Linked DNA regions of Mus musculus: all the other regions are linked to region 3. Evidence: chromatin contacts called from public promoter capture Hi-C data. All regions are on one chromosome and are shown on one strand. The core of a region is the stretch at or near the end of the contact, and the rest is flanking DNA. Distances in the headings are between cores, read along the strand shown.

What was found. Promoter capture Hi-C pulls out the DNA fragments that hold promoters and counts their contacts. Capture Hi-C pulls out chosen DNA fragments and counts their contacts.
Region 1: a contact with region 3 is called in a promoter capture Hi-C map of hematopoietic stem and progenitor cells, with 2.8 times the contacts expected there. The contact joins the promoter of A030001D20Rik here to the promoter of Kcna7 in region 3. A contact is called at or near these places in 13 of 39 promoter capture datasets (the 3T3-L1 cell line, cranial neural crest, fetal liver and 8 more), 2 of 484 Hi-C or Micro-C datasets (both in embryonic stem cells), 5 of 115 datasets of contacts at active chromatin or transcription factors (effector CD8 T cells, embryonic stem cells, large pre-B cells and 1 more) and 3 of 9 other capture datasets (adipose tissue, liver and pancreatic islet).
Region 2: a contact with region 3 is called in a promoter capture Hi-C map of liver. The contact joins the promoter of Slc17a7 here to the promoter of Kcna7 in region 3. A contact is called at or near these places in 19 of 39 promoter capture datasets (the 3T3-L1 cell line, 3T3-L1-derived adipocytes, the C10 cell line and 13 more), 3 of 15 datasets of contacts at CTCF or cohesin (embryonic stem cells, large pre-B cells and pro-B cells), 17 of 484 Hi-C or Micro-C datasets (B cells, the G1E-ER4 cell line, Sertoli cells and 9 more), 23 of 115 datasets of contacts at active chromatin or transcription factors (the 230-238 cell line, the NIH/3T3 cell line, the SCID.adh cell line and 16 more) and 4 of 9 other capture datasets (adipose tissue, liver, macrophages and 1 more).

The regions. Positions count from the first base shown.
Region 1 is chr7:45,636,366-45,640,257 of GRCm38.p6, forward strand. A030001D20Rik (RIKEN cDNA A030001D20 gene) reads right to left here and starts at 2,393. Exons shown (of 2, transcript NR_152217.1): 1 at 2,318-2,393; 2 at 1-773. Rasip1 (Ras interacting protein 1) reads left to right here. Exons shown (of 12, transcript NM_028544.1): 9 at 1-216; 10 at 355-527; 11 at 1,505-1,652; 12 at 2,320-2,727. The coding sequence ends at 2,519. It overlaps Mamstr (MEF2 activating motif and SAP domain containing transcriptional regulator), which reads left to right and starts at 3,612. Exons shown (of 10, transcript NM_172418.2): 1 at 3,612-3,665.
Region 2 is chr7:45,161,295-45,165,440 of GRCm38.p6, forward strand. It overlaps Slc17a7 (solute carrier family 17 (sodium-dependent inorganic phosphate cotransporter), member 7), which reads left to right and starts at 2,627. Exons shown (of 12, transcript NM_182993.2): 1 at 2,627-2,850. The coding sequence starts at 2,789.
Region 3 is chr7:45,404,551-45,408,698 of GRCm38.p6, forward strand. Kcna7 (potassium voltage-gated channel, shaker-related subfamily, member 7) reads left to right here and starts at 1,410. Exons shown (of 2, transcript NM_010596.2): 1 at 1,410-2,465. The coding sequence starts at 1,812.

The sequences.
Region 1 (3,892 bases), core at 1,143-3,642, 230 kb after region 3:
TGGACAGTAACCCTTTCACAGCTGGAGCAGAGCTGCCAGGGCCTGGCGCAGAGCTGGAGGCCATGCCGCCTGGGCTCAGGCCTACTCTGGGTGTGTTCCAGGCAGCTCTAGAACTGACCAGTCAGTGTGAGCTGCATCCCGACCTCGTGTCCCAGACTTTTGGCTATTTGTTCTTCTTCTCCAATGCATCCCTTCTCAACTCACTGATGGAACGAGGTGAGGGTTGTGTTGGGAGGAGCCAGGAGCTATCCAGACCTAATCCAGGCAGACATAAGCCAGGCTTCAGGCTTCAGCGTTGGGTGGCTTTGCCTGGGAAGTAGCTTCATTCAACGCCTCTCATTTCTTCCTACACAGGTCAAGGCCGACCTTTCTATCAATGGTCTCGAGCCGTCCAAATCAGAACCAACTTGGATCTTGTGTTGGATTGGCTTCAGGGGGCCGGGCTGGGTGACATTGCCACTGAGTTCTTCCGGAAACTTTCCATTGCTGTGAACCTGCTATGTGTGCCCCGCACCTCCCTGCTCAAGGTGACTCTTGGTCGGCTTTGTATGACTTTGACTTTTGAATCTCTATCCCGGCTCTGTGTACTCAGCCTCTCTGTGACCCCGAGTCATCTCCAGCCCGTGAGATGACTTAGACACCATGACGGGCCACTGGCAGCCGCAGAAGTCGGTGTCAAGAGTGACTGAACATGGATGCTGAATGCTTCTGACTCCGAACTTGCTAGAAAGAGTTTTCTATGCTCCATTTCTTAGATGCGTTGAGTCAGAATTCTGGTTTGAGACAGAGGAAAATGCTGGTTATCATTCGTTGGTTGCATGATGGGAACGGTGATGATAATGTCAACAAACACCCCCCATTCAAAGTAGATTATCAATAGTTTTCTTCAGATGAGAAAACTGAATCAGGTAGCTCACATTTGTTTGTTTGTTTGTTTGGTCTTGCTGTGTAGCTCTGGTTGACCTGGAATTCACTAGTCTGGCCTTGAGCTCACAAATGAGTCACCTACCCCTGTCTTCTGAGTTGCTGGGACTAAAGGTGGTCACGAGCACACTAGGCCTCTACTTTTGTCTGCACGTGTATATATGTGCACCATGACCATGACGTGCCAGAAGTGGAGGGCAGCTCTTCTGAAATGGGACTTACAGGCCACGTAGGTGCTGGGAAGCAAACTAGTTCTCAGCTGGGTCCTCTGCAAGAGCAGCAATTGTTCTTAACTGCTAAGCCTTCACCCCAGGCCCTTCACTTCACTGATTTCTATCTTATTACAGTACTGGGGATTGAACCCAGAGAGTTGCATATGCCAGGCAAACACTGCCGCTGACCTGCATCTCCAAGACCCCTTTTTACTTTTTAATTTTGAGATAAGAGTTTCACCATGTTTCCCAACCTGGCCTTGTACTTTGAATCCTCTTGCCTCAACCTCCTAAGAAACTGGGATGGCTGGCCTGCCCTATGGGACCCAGCTGTGACCACAGACGTCTAACTTGGGGACTTCCCCTAGGCTTCATGGAGCAGCTTACGGACTGACTACCCCACCCTGACTCCAGCTCAGCTCCACCATCTCCTCAGCCACTACCAGTTGGGTCCTGGCCGTGGTCCCCCACCAGCCTGGGACCCACCACCTGCAGAGCGGGATGCTGTGGACACAGGTGTGCAGATCCGGGCTAACGAACATTGAGATGTCTTCTTTATTTGAGACCTAAGAGTCCCTGTTCCCAGCCCTTCCCACTTTCAGTTCCCAGGGTTCAGATGCCCTCTCTGAAGGGCTTAAAGACTGGCTGCAATTATAACAGTAGCAGGGCTTGCTTACTTTGCGGTCCCCTTCAGTAAGTTAAGAAGAGTTCAAACATTTCATTGTTTTTTTTACTTAGACTTAATCTCTTAGCCTCGTCTCTCCACATCTCTTGCCCTAACCCAACTAACAGAGGGATAGGTTTCTCAATCCTCAGAAATCTCCCAAGGTTCCCCAGCCCATCCTCAAGGTTCCAGGGTACCTGGGACCCTATTTTCCTGGTAATGGGCCTTTTTTCCCTAGTTTTCTTGGCTTTTCAAGATAGGATTTCTCTCTGTAGCCCTGGCTGTCTTGTAACTCTGTAGATCAGGCTGGCCTCGAACTCAAAGAGATCCACCTGCCTCTGCCTCCAGAGTGCCGGGATTATGTGTCACCTCCTCCCCCCTCCCCACACACACGTTTTAGCTAAAATTCCCGTCATCCTTTGAAACACAGGGAACCCAGTCTCATCGTTTCTTACTTAAGGAGATAGACCACCTCACACTCATGCTGAGTTTTTAATTCGGTTTTCCTCGTACTCACAGGGGATATCTTTGAAAGTTTTTCCTCGCACCCTCCGCTCATCCTGCCCCTGGGCAGCTCACGCCTGCGCCTCACCGGCCCTGTGACAGATGACGCATTGCATAGAGAACTGCGCAGGCTCCGTCGCCTCCTCTGGGATCTTGAACAGCAGGAGCTGCCAGCCAATCATCGCCATGGACCCCCGGTGGCTTCGACACCTTGAAAACCAATGAGAAAGGAACGCGCGCAGCTTGAAACTGCATCGCTTCTTAAAAGGGAGCCCGCCTGGGCGTAGAGCATTTTGGGAGTTGTAGTTTTCCCTGCGTAGACGGCTGAGAGTTTGAGTTGTTGGGTTGGTAGACGATGGGACAGTGGGAAGATGGGCTTGGGATGTGAATGCCAAGAAGTAATAAAAATATCTGTGGTATTGACCTCACTTGTCAAGATTTGGGGGCCTTAGCAAAGATTTTTTTTTAAGGTGCCAGGGACTGTGCTTGGAACGTTGGGCGTCTGCCGAGTTTGGGGAGATATTTCTAGCCATGGCCTCAGCTTGCCCTCTAGCACGAAATGTGACCCTGTAGTACTGAGCACTGTCACACAACTCGGAACACAGCCTGGACCATGTTCTTCTGAATATCAGACCCCATGTACTACCAGTGAGAACAGGTCATCACCATCTCCCTCTTACCTACAAAGTCCAAACTTTAGCTTTCTCCCCCCAGTCCTTCCGATGCTGTCTGCCTACTGTGCACACCGCTGACTTCCAACACCCAGCACCTCTCGGGTACTAGTCCTATTCCATCAGATCCAAGAATGCAAACCTCAGCTCTCCTCTCCCATACCAGAGGCCTAAGACTCCGTCCACCACCCTCAGACCCAGAGTCCTGACTTCTGCCCCCTTCCTTTTTAGAACTAGGAGTCTGGGCCTCATGTTTGAACTTTCCCCTCCTCTGAACTTGACTCCTACTGCTGTGTCAGGAAAAAAAGAACCAACAGGTGGCACCTGCCGGCAGGGTCTGAACACGACCACCTGCCGCTGTTGCTCACCCGGGTCCCTCTCTCTGCACCTGCTCCTGTCTGTCGCCAGTGACCGCTCCACCCAACCCACAGCTCGGGACTCGGGGGAGGAGATAGTAAGGGAACCCTCGAAGTGAGCCAGGCCGGTCCTCACGGCGTGTGTGTCCCGCCCCTTTTCTGGGTCCTTGCAGGGCTTCTGATCCAAGGCTCGCTCTCTTGACTCCCACTCGCCCTAGAAAGGGGAGTCGAGGGCGGCCCAAGGCTTGTGGGGTGGAGCCTAAGGTCTCCAGCCTAATCCGGGAGACTCCACCCGCTTCAAGGCACAGCTGAGTAGCTGAGAGGAGCCTACCTGGTGAGAAGCCCCTGGGGTAGATATGGGGATTTTTTTTTTTCATTTTACCCTTCATTCTCCGTTCTGGTTCCCCCTTCTGGTCCCAATATCTTTCCCACAGAGCCCCGTGCATGACACTCAACCCATTCTGTTTCAGGGACCCCTATGTTTCCCAGACACTTGTCATATTCTTTGATTCCCGTCTGTCCTAGAATCTTCGATTCTAGTCCCTAACAGCATGCAGTTCT
Region 2 (4,146 bases), core at 1,377-3,876, 240 kb before region 3:
GATGTCAGCTATATGCCCCCCCCCCATATGTTCAGAAGAGGGTGCCAGATCCTCTGGTTGTTAGCAGTCATAGGCGCACTGGGAACTGAACCCTGGTCCTCTGTAAGAGCAACAAATGCTCTTAACTGCTGAGCCAGCTCTCCAGCCCCAAATATGTAAGTTTTAGTTTAGTTTTTGTTTTTTGTTTTCTCGAGATAAGGTTTCTTTTCGTAGCTCTGGCTTTCCTAGAACTCATTTTGTAGACCAGGCTGGCCTCAAATTCAGAGATCTGCCTGTTTCTGCCTCCTGAGTGCTGAGATTGGAAGCATGCGCCACCACTCATGGCTTATGTATAATTTTTAAAGATTAAGCACAAAAGCCTGGCATGGTGGCTCATGCCTTTAATCGGGGCATTTGATTTCTGTGGGCTTAAGGCCAGCTGGTCTACAGAGTGAATTCCAGGACAGGTAGGACTATGTAGACAAGACACTGCTTAAAAAAATAAAAAATTAAAAAATAATCCAAAGTTGAGAACATTGCCATACAACTTCTGAGAAAAGTTGGTAAAGTCAGAAGGATGACCGTTCAGAAGCCAGACATGGTGGGTATGCCTGCAATAACATTCTCTGGAGGCGGAGGCAGTAGGATAAGTTCCACACAAAGTCTGTACAACCGCCAGACTTGTGTATCCTGCTCCAGGATGCGAGCAAGCAAACTGGAGACCCCTGTCCACGTGAGGGCGCCAGGAAGCTTTAGACTCTAAGGCTTCTTAGCTAAAATTGTATCTCCTAGAACGGGCTAATAGAAACGTGCAGTGGTGAGGAGAACGAGCCTAACTTCCAAGCGCAAAGGCCACTGGGGCTTGTAGTCCAGACTGAGGGCCTCCCTGGGCAACCTAAGGTCTAGTTTCTAGGTCCTAAAAAAGCTCGAAGATTGGGTGCGTTCTTCCTTTCTCCGTCGCCATGGTGATGGTGCGGGCGACGGCCCGGGATTTGGCAGCCGCAGGGCCCCCTTCCCACACCCTCCTCCTCACCATCTGCTCCTCCCTCACACCTGGCCGCGAGCCGCGGACGCCACCTCCGCACGCAGTCCGGGACTCCATGGCCACCAGGTGGCGCGTCTGCGCGGCTCAGCCTGCTGCCCTCCTCCCCGGGGACTTGTCAATCAGAGACAGAGCTGAGACCCACCATCCCCGCCCGCCACTCGATCGGCTTCGCTGGTCCCCTCCTGGGCCGGGTCATGAAAATTTAATCCCAAATGCATTTGTAGCCTGACACGGGGAGAGAGACGGTGGGAACACCAACACCCTGCTAAGGCATAGAACTTGGGATGCACTGGGAGAAGCATTGGCGTGGAGTGCTTCAGGGCCATTTTAGAGTTGGGGTTACCCCCAAGGGATGGGAGTGGAATTTACGGGTGGAAAGAGGACTTAGTGGGTGGGGACAGATCGTGGAGCCCGAGTGGAAGTCACTGCTGGGACACACATGGAGGAAGGAGTCAGACTCAAGGGGAGGAGCCAGGCACAGAAGGCAGAGACAGAAGATAGACAGCAAGTATGTAGGACTCCAAACATACTTGGGGAGCAGGGACAGAACTCAGAGGGAGGAGACATAGCTCAGTTGATGGGGCCCAGACTCAAAAGAATATCATAGAGTCTAAGCAACCGGACACACTCTTGGGAAGTGAGGAAGGACACCATGGGGCACGAACGGCAGTAGTGGTGAGCCTGGTTATAGCTAGCAGAGTTCAAAAGGATGGAAGGAGAGGGAGTTGAAACTCAGGGAGAGAAAGATGGGGTGCAGATTAAAAAAAAGTGAATTCAAGGGGAAAAGTGGAACCCGAAAAATGAGAGAGCCAGTCCAGTTCAGCGGCACGCCTGTATCCCCAGTATGCCCAACAAAGGAAAAAGGGGGCCGGAGAGATGGCTCAGCGCTAATAGGCTGCACTCCAGAGGACCTGGGTTCAGCTCCAAACACCCACATGGCAGGTCACATCTCCTCCAATGCCAGTAGGCATACAAATAGTACACAGATATATAATATGCTAGCAAAACATGCATACCTAATTAAACTTTAAAAGAATAAACTTTTTTTTTTCGAGACAGGGTTTCTCTGTATATCCCTGGCTGTCCTGGAACTCACTCTGTAGACTAGGCTGGCCTCGAACTCAGAAATTTGCCTGCCTCTGCCTCCCATGCCTGTGCCTTGAATTCACACAGATTCACTTGCCTGCCTCCTGAATGCTGGAATTAAAGGTGTGCGGCACTCAAAAAAAAAATTTTTTTTTTTAAAGAAAAAAAGAGTGAAGGAGAGGAAGCAAGCCAAAGGTCGGATGGGAATAGAGCTCAGAAGCAAAGAGATCTGGGAAGAGACTCAAAGAGCTTGGAACGTGCAGAGTATCTGGGGAGTGTATTATAGTGGGGAGCGAGGCAACTCGGAGTTCAATCCCAGGGACGTGGCCTTGGGGTGGACAGGTGGAGGCTCTAGGATGGAAGAGCTGAAAGAGAGAGGGGTCTAGCCTGCAAGCCAAGCCAAGAGAAACTGGCCTAGCATCTCCAGGTAGCCTGTTGGAAGGAGAGGGCGGGTCCTTCCTACAAGGGGTGGGGCCTCCTTTGGTGGGCGTGGATGCCCCGCCCCGCCCCGACGCTGAGTCCGCTACAGCCCCGGGCAGCGGGCACTCGCAGCCTGGTTCCCCCCCGAGCGGAGCTGCGGGGCCGGGCCGGGCCGGGGCGGACCCCGGGATCCCGGACGCGGCCGCCCGGGCCCGCGGGCGGGGGGATTGGCAGGGGACCCGCGTGGGCACAGCCACCATGGAGTTCCGGCAGGAGGAGTTTCGGAAGCTGGCGGGGCGCGCCCTGGGGAGGCTGCACCGGTGAGCCTGGTGGGGTTCCTGGGAGGGTAAGGATGAGGATGCCCCCTTTCCATCTGAGAGCAACTGACAGAGGGAGAAGAGAGGCGACACCCAGGCACAATGTGGGGAGGCCCACCCATCTGTTCAGGATTCCGTCCTGTCAGTGCTGTCCTTCCACTCTGCCTAGTTCATCATCGCTTCCCCCTCCCCCCTGGTCCCCCGCACCTCGGGCTCGACTTTTCTTTGGGATTGTGTGTCCCTCCCTATTCTCTGGATCTCTGTCCACCTGTCTTCTCGGTCTTTTACTTTAGATATGTCCTCTCTCTGGGTTCTTCTTCCCACTGGGTGTCTGTCCCCTCTCTCTGATTAGGAGCCAATGCGGGCGCCCACTAGCTGTCCATCAGTCCTGACTCTGACTCTTGTATTCCCCTTCCTCTCTTCTTCCCTGGACCTCTGGTCCCCACTTTGATCTGTCTCTCTCAGCATCTCTGACTGTTCACCCGCTATCTCCCCACCCTGGCTCTCTCCACCTCTCTCCTCTTTCTCAGGTTCATTCCCTAGAGGCTTTTAATCTGGAGCTAAAGCGGATTGGGGCTGTTAGTTCTTGTCCTTGAGGGGGGTTAATCTGAGAGGGAAAAACTGGGGTATCCTAGGTTCTGGGGGTGAGGGGGATGAAGGGAGTTTCAGGCCACAAAACCAAATTAATCTTGCGGGTAATATGGACTTCCCAAGGGATATAAGCTAGAACTGGGCGATATTTGCTCCCACCAAGGGCCATGATTCTAGTGACCCCAGTGTCCCTTGAGGTAGCCTGGACACCTCCCAGCCTCTCACCCCCAACCCCAGCTCTGGCTCCAAGTCAGAGAAATTACTCAGCTCTTGAGAGGCCTAAAAATATCTATCCACAGTGCGGGGAGGAGATGGCCTCGTGGGCATAGTGCCCTCCACACAGGGCCCTAGTCCACCTTTACATGTTCCTCAGTCCATCTTACTGGGCCACCCGAGGATTATGCTAGTGATGGTCCAGCTTGCTGTACCTCACCTCCTAGATCCAAAGTTAACCCCAACCTCTAGTAACATGAGAGGGATGAGGTGGACAGAGGAAGGCAGGAAGGTGCAGTGTGTGTATGTGGCGGCGGGGGGTGGGGGGGAGGCGAGCTGTGGAGGGGGGAGCTGAGACAGCTTCACCTCTTCATTTTCCAATTCCCAGCCCCTCCCCACCCTTTTTTCTCGCCTCCTTTCACGAGTTTCTCAAAATACACCAGCGTGAAGTCAGGGGAGCTAGAGAAAGATGTGCTGGTGGAGGGGGCTGGGAGG
Region 3 (4,148 bases), core at 160-2,659:
ATGAAGGAAAATGGTCTGGAGAAGTATCTGGACAATAGGGCACTCCTCTAGTCAGGTAGTCACTGAACGTCTTTCTATCACCTTCCACGTTATTATTTGAAGACTGGCTGGCCATTAAATCCAGGGATCATCCTGTCTGGGTCTCCATGACCAGACTTTTTTTTTTTAAAAGATTTATTTATGTATTATATGTAAGTACACTCCAGAAGAGGGAGTCAGATCTTGTTACGGATGGTTGTGAGCCACCATGTGGTTGCTGGGATTTGAACTCCGGACCTTCGGAAGAGCAGTCGGGTGCTCTTACCCACTGAGCCATCTCACCAGCCCATGACCAGACTTTTTAAAGACACGATCTCACCAGACTGGCCTACACAGAGAAACTCTTTGTCGAAAAAATAAAAAACAACAAAACGACAAGATCCCACCATGTAGCCCTGACTGGCCTGGAAATTTATGGGCAGACCAGGCTGGCCTCAAATCCACAGGTTGGCTTGCCTCTGCTTCCAGAGTATTGGGATTAAAGGCGTGTGACACTACCCATGTTCTCACAACTTACTTAGGGCGATGGGGGGCGGGGGGAGGGCAGAGGCAGGAGGATCTCAGAAGTCCCCAAAAGAAAGCTGGGAAGGGAAAGGCCAGGTTTAGCTGGGAGACCTCTTGGTGCAGGTCTCCATCCGGCCGGCAGAGGGCGCGCGAGATCCCTTTCCCCGAAAGTGACTATAACACCCTACCCCATAAGAAGGGACTATTTTTTACTTAGTGTCATTAGACACCGGTGGCTGGAAGGCCATCTTCTGTCTGTCCTTCGGCTCCCGACAGTGACCCTACGCATCTTCCAGGCCGACTCTAGACCCTTCCAGGCAAGTCCCGCCTCCTTTGGCGCCATTCTTGGCTTCAGCCCAGGTTTTATTAATCTCAAAACACCTACATAAAGTCTAAATTCAAACTCCGGGACTCTCAGTGGCCAAGGATCCGGCGCACATGGGCAACAGTTTACAGTTGCAAAAGAGGCTCCAAGAACTCCTCAAGCACCAGGGCCGCTGCGGAGCTCCTTAGGCATGGTAATTAGAGACACAAAGGAATAAACACGTGAGGCCAGACACACAAAACGATGTTCATTCATTGAAAGGTACTAGGAGAGAAAGAAAGCCAGCAACAAATCCAGATGTGGTGGTACACATCTGTCATCCCAGCAATCGGGAGGCAGAAGCAAGAGTACTGCAATACTGAGCCAGTCTGACATACATACCCAAACCCAGTGTCTGGAAAAAAATAATAAAAGGCAGAGAGATACAGAGGCTCCCAGCAGAGAGCAAGATGTGGACAACTGGTTAAGGGGATACACCCCCCACCCTCCAGGAGGATGGACAAGAGACAGAAAGACTGGAAATGGAAAAGGGAAACTGATGCTGCAGATAGTCTCGGGTGGCTCATGACTGTCACCCGGGCAATCCGAAGGATGAGGCAGAGGATTGCCACAAGTTCGCGGTCAGCTTAAATGACAGGCTGAGGAGACTGTCTAAATAACAAACAAACAAATAAATAGCCATGATGCCATACGCCTGCAATCCCAGCATTTGGGAGGTGGAGGCAGGAGGATCATAAATTCAAGGTCAGTTCAGCTACATAAGACCTCGGGTCATGAATCCAAAAGCCAAACAAATAAAATAGATGACTACAAGGGAAAGCTCAAGAGATCCACGGAAAAGCGCCGGGTGGCAGTGTTTCCACAGGTGTGGGAACGGCAGAGGGCGCCCCTAGCCCCGCGGGGGTAACACCGCCCCCTCCCCCGCGCCCTGGCCGGACTTTCCATGCTATTTTTACCCGCCGACACCGGACACCCGACTGGGGTGGCTGCGGCGTCGGGGCCACACGTCCGTTCACCGGTCGCCCGGGCTGTGCGCGCCATGGAGCCACGGTGCCCGCCGCCCTGCGGCTGCTGCGAGCGGCTGGTGCTCAACGTGGCCGGGTTGCGCTTCGAGACCCGCGCGCGCACGCTCGGCCGCTTCCCGGACACGCTGCTGGGGGACCCGGTGCGCCGCAGCCGCTTCTACGACGGCGCGCGCCGCGAGTATTTCTTCGACCGACACCGGCCCAGCTTCGATGCGGTGCTCTACTACTACCAGTCGGGCGGCCGGCTGAGACGGCCGGCGCACGTGCCCCTCGACGTCTTCCTGGAGGAGGTGTCCTTCTACGGGCTGGGCGCGGCGGCGCTGGCGCGGCTGCGGGAGGACGAGGGCTGCGCGGTGCCGCCCGAGCGGCCGCTGCCCCGCCGCGCCTTTGCGCGTCAGCTCTGGCTGCTCTTCGAATTTCCTGAGAGCTCGCAGGCTGCGCGCGTGCTCGCCGTGGTCTCCGTACTCGTCATCCTGGTCTCCATCGTGGTCTTTTGCCTCGAGACACTGCCAGACTTCCGCGACGACCGCGATGACCCGGGGCTCGCGCCCGTAGCCGCTGCTACTGGCCCGGTGAGGGGCGGGGATTTGGGGAGGTCCAGGGCGGGGCCTGGGAAGACCTGGCCAGTCAGAAGGTGTGGCAAGGGGCAGGAGGATGGAAGCCCTTTAAAAACAAAAACAAAAACAAAAACAAAACAAAAAAAAAAAAAAAACAAAGATGTAAGCTGGGTATGGTTCTTCATACGAGAATCCTAGCAAGGAGACAGAACGATTGCCACGGGTTGAAAGCCAGTGTGGGTTACTGTATGAGAGAGTCTGCCTGGAAACAGACAGTGAGTGAGGATCTCCCTCAGAGGTAGACAACCTGCCCAGAGTTTCCTGGTGAGGGACTGGTGCCGGGCTCAGTGGTAGACCATCTGCATTGCACTGCACAAAGTGACTTGGGGGTTATGTGGCGCAGTGGTAGAACTCCCCTACCACCCTACATTGAGGGACCTGGAGAGATGGCTAAGCGATAAAGAGACTGCTCTCCCAGAGGACCTAGGTTCAATTCCCGGCACCCACATGACGGCTCCCAACCATCTGTATCTAACTCCAGTTCCAGGGAATCCGATGCCCTTTTCTGAACACCAAGGCACATACACGTGCACAGATATATATGCAGGCAAACCATTCGTCCACATAAAATAAATAATTTTAAGAAAGAAGATGATGAATCCCCCAGGGAGGGGTGTGGCTCAGTGACAGAGCTCCTGCCTAAAATCCCTCAGTGTGGGGCTTGGGGCATGGAACAATAGAGAGCAACTTGCCACGCATATGCAAGACCCTGGAGTTCATCCCTAGCCATGCAAAATGAACATGTGAGGCCAAAGACACAGACAGACTGCAGTGTCCGTGCACCTGGCAGAGAAATAGGAAAGACGGATGGTCAGGCAGGGCTGACCGCCAGGAAACTGGAACACAGTAGGCTGAGGTTTAGGACTGAGAGCAGAGGTAGCAACAGGAATTTGCACAGAGTCAGGCCAGGGCATGGAGCTGAGGACCCTACAGCAAACATTTAACCATTCGGAACCATTATCTGCTGTCTGGGCTGGGCTGAAGGCAACAGGAACGAGGAGGCACGAGGAAGGCAGAACAGGAGCAGGACCCTTCCCTTGGAGATCCAACATTGGGCAGGCAGGGTAAGATACTGAAAGGAAAGAGATTCTCCCGGATCAGCCATGAGATCATGAGCTCCCCGCAGCGAAACAGCGGGACTGTATTTGGTTACATCTTTTTTTAAGTATACACATGTGAAAAGACTATGTAGCCCAGGGTGACCCAGAACTTGCTATGTAGACTGCTATATAGACCAAGATTGGACTTAAACTCACAGAGATCCAACTGTTTCTGCCTTCTGAGTGCTGGGGTTTGAACAACAATTGACCGTATTTTAATCTTTGATGTACAGTCTTTGATGGCACAATCCAAGGCATTAGGCAAACGCTCTACCACTGGGTGATGCTAGACAAGAGCACTAGCACTGAACCACACCGCTATACCTCCGTGGGGAGGGGGAGTGTCTGGTTAGGAACGGCTATCCCTGAGTCACACCCTGAGCCCCCCTCTCTGCACTTTCAGAACAGGGCTCCACCGTTGAACCACACCCTGAGCCCCTCACAGAGAGAGGGGTTCTAGGCAGGACCTGTGCCAGTGAACCCCATCCCTTACTTTCTTTTCACTTTGTATTTGAGACAGTCTCATTAGTTGTCAGAC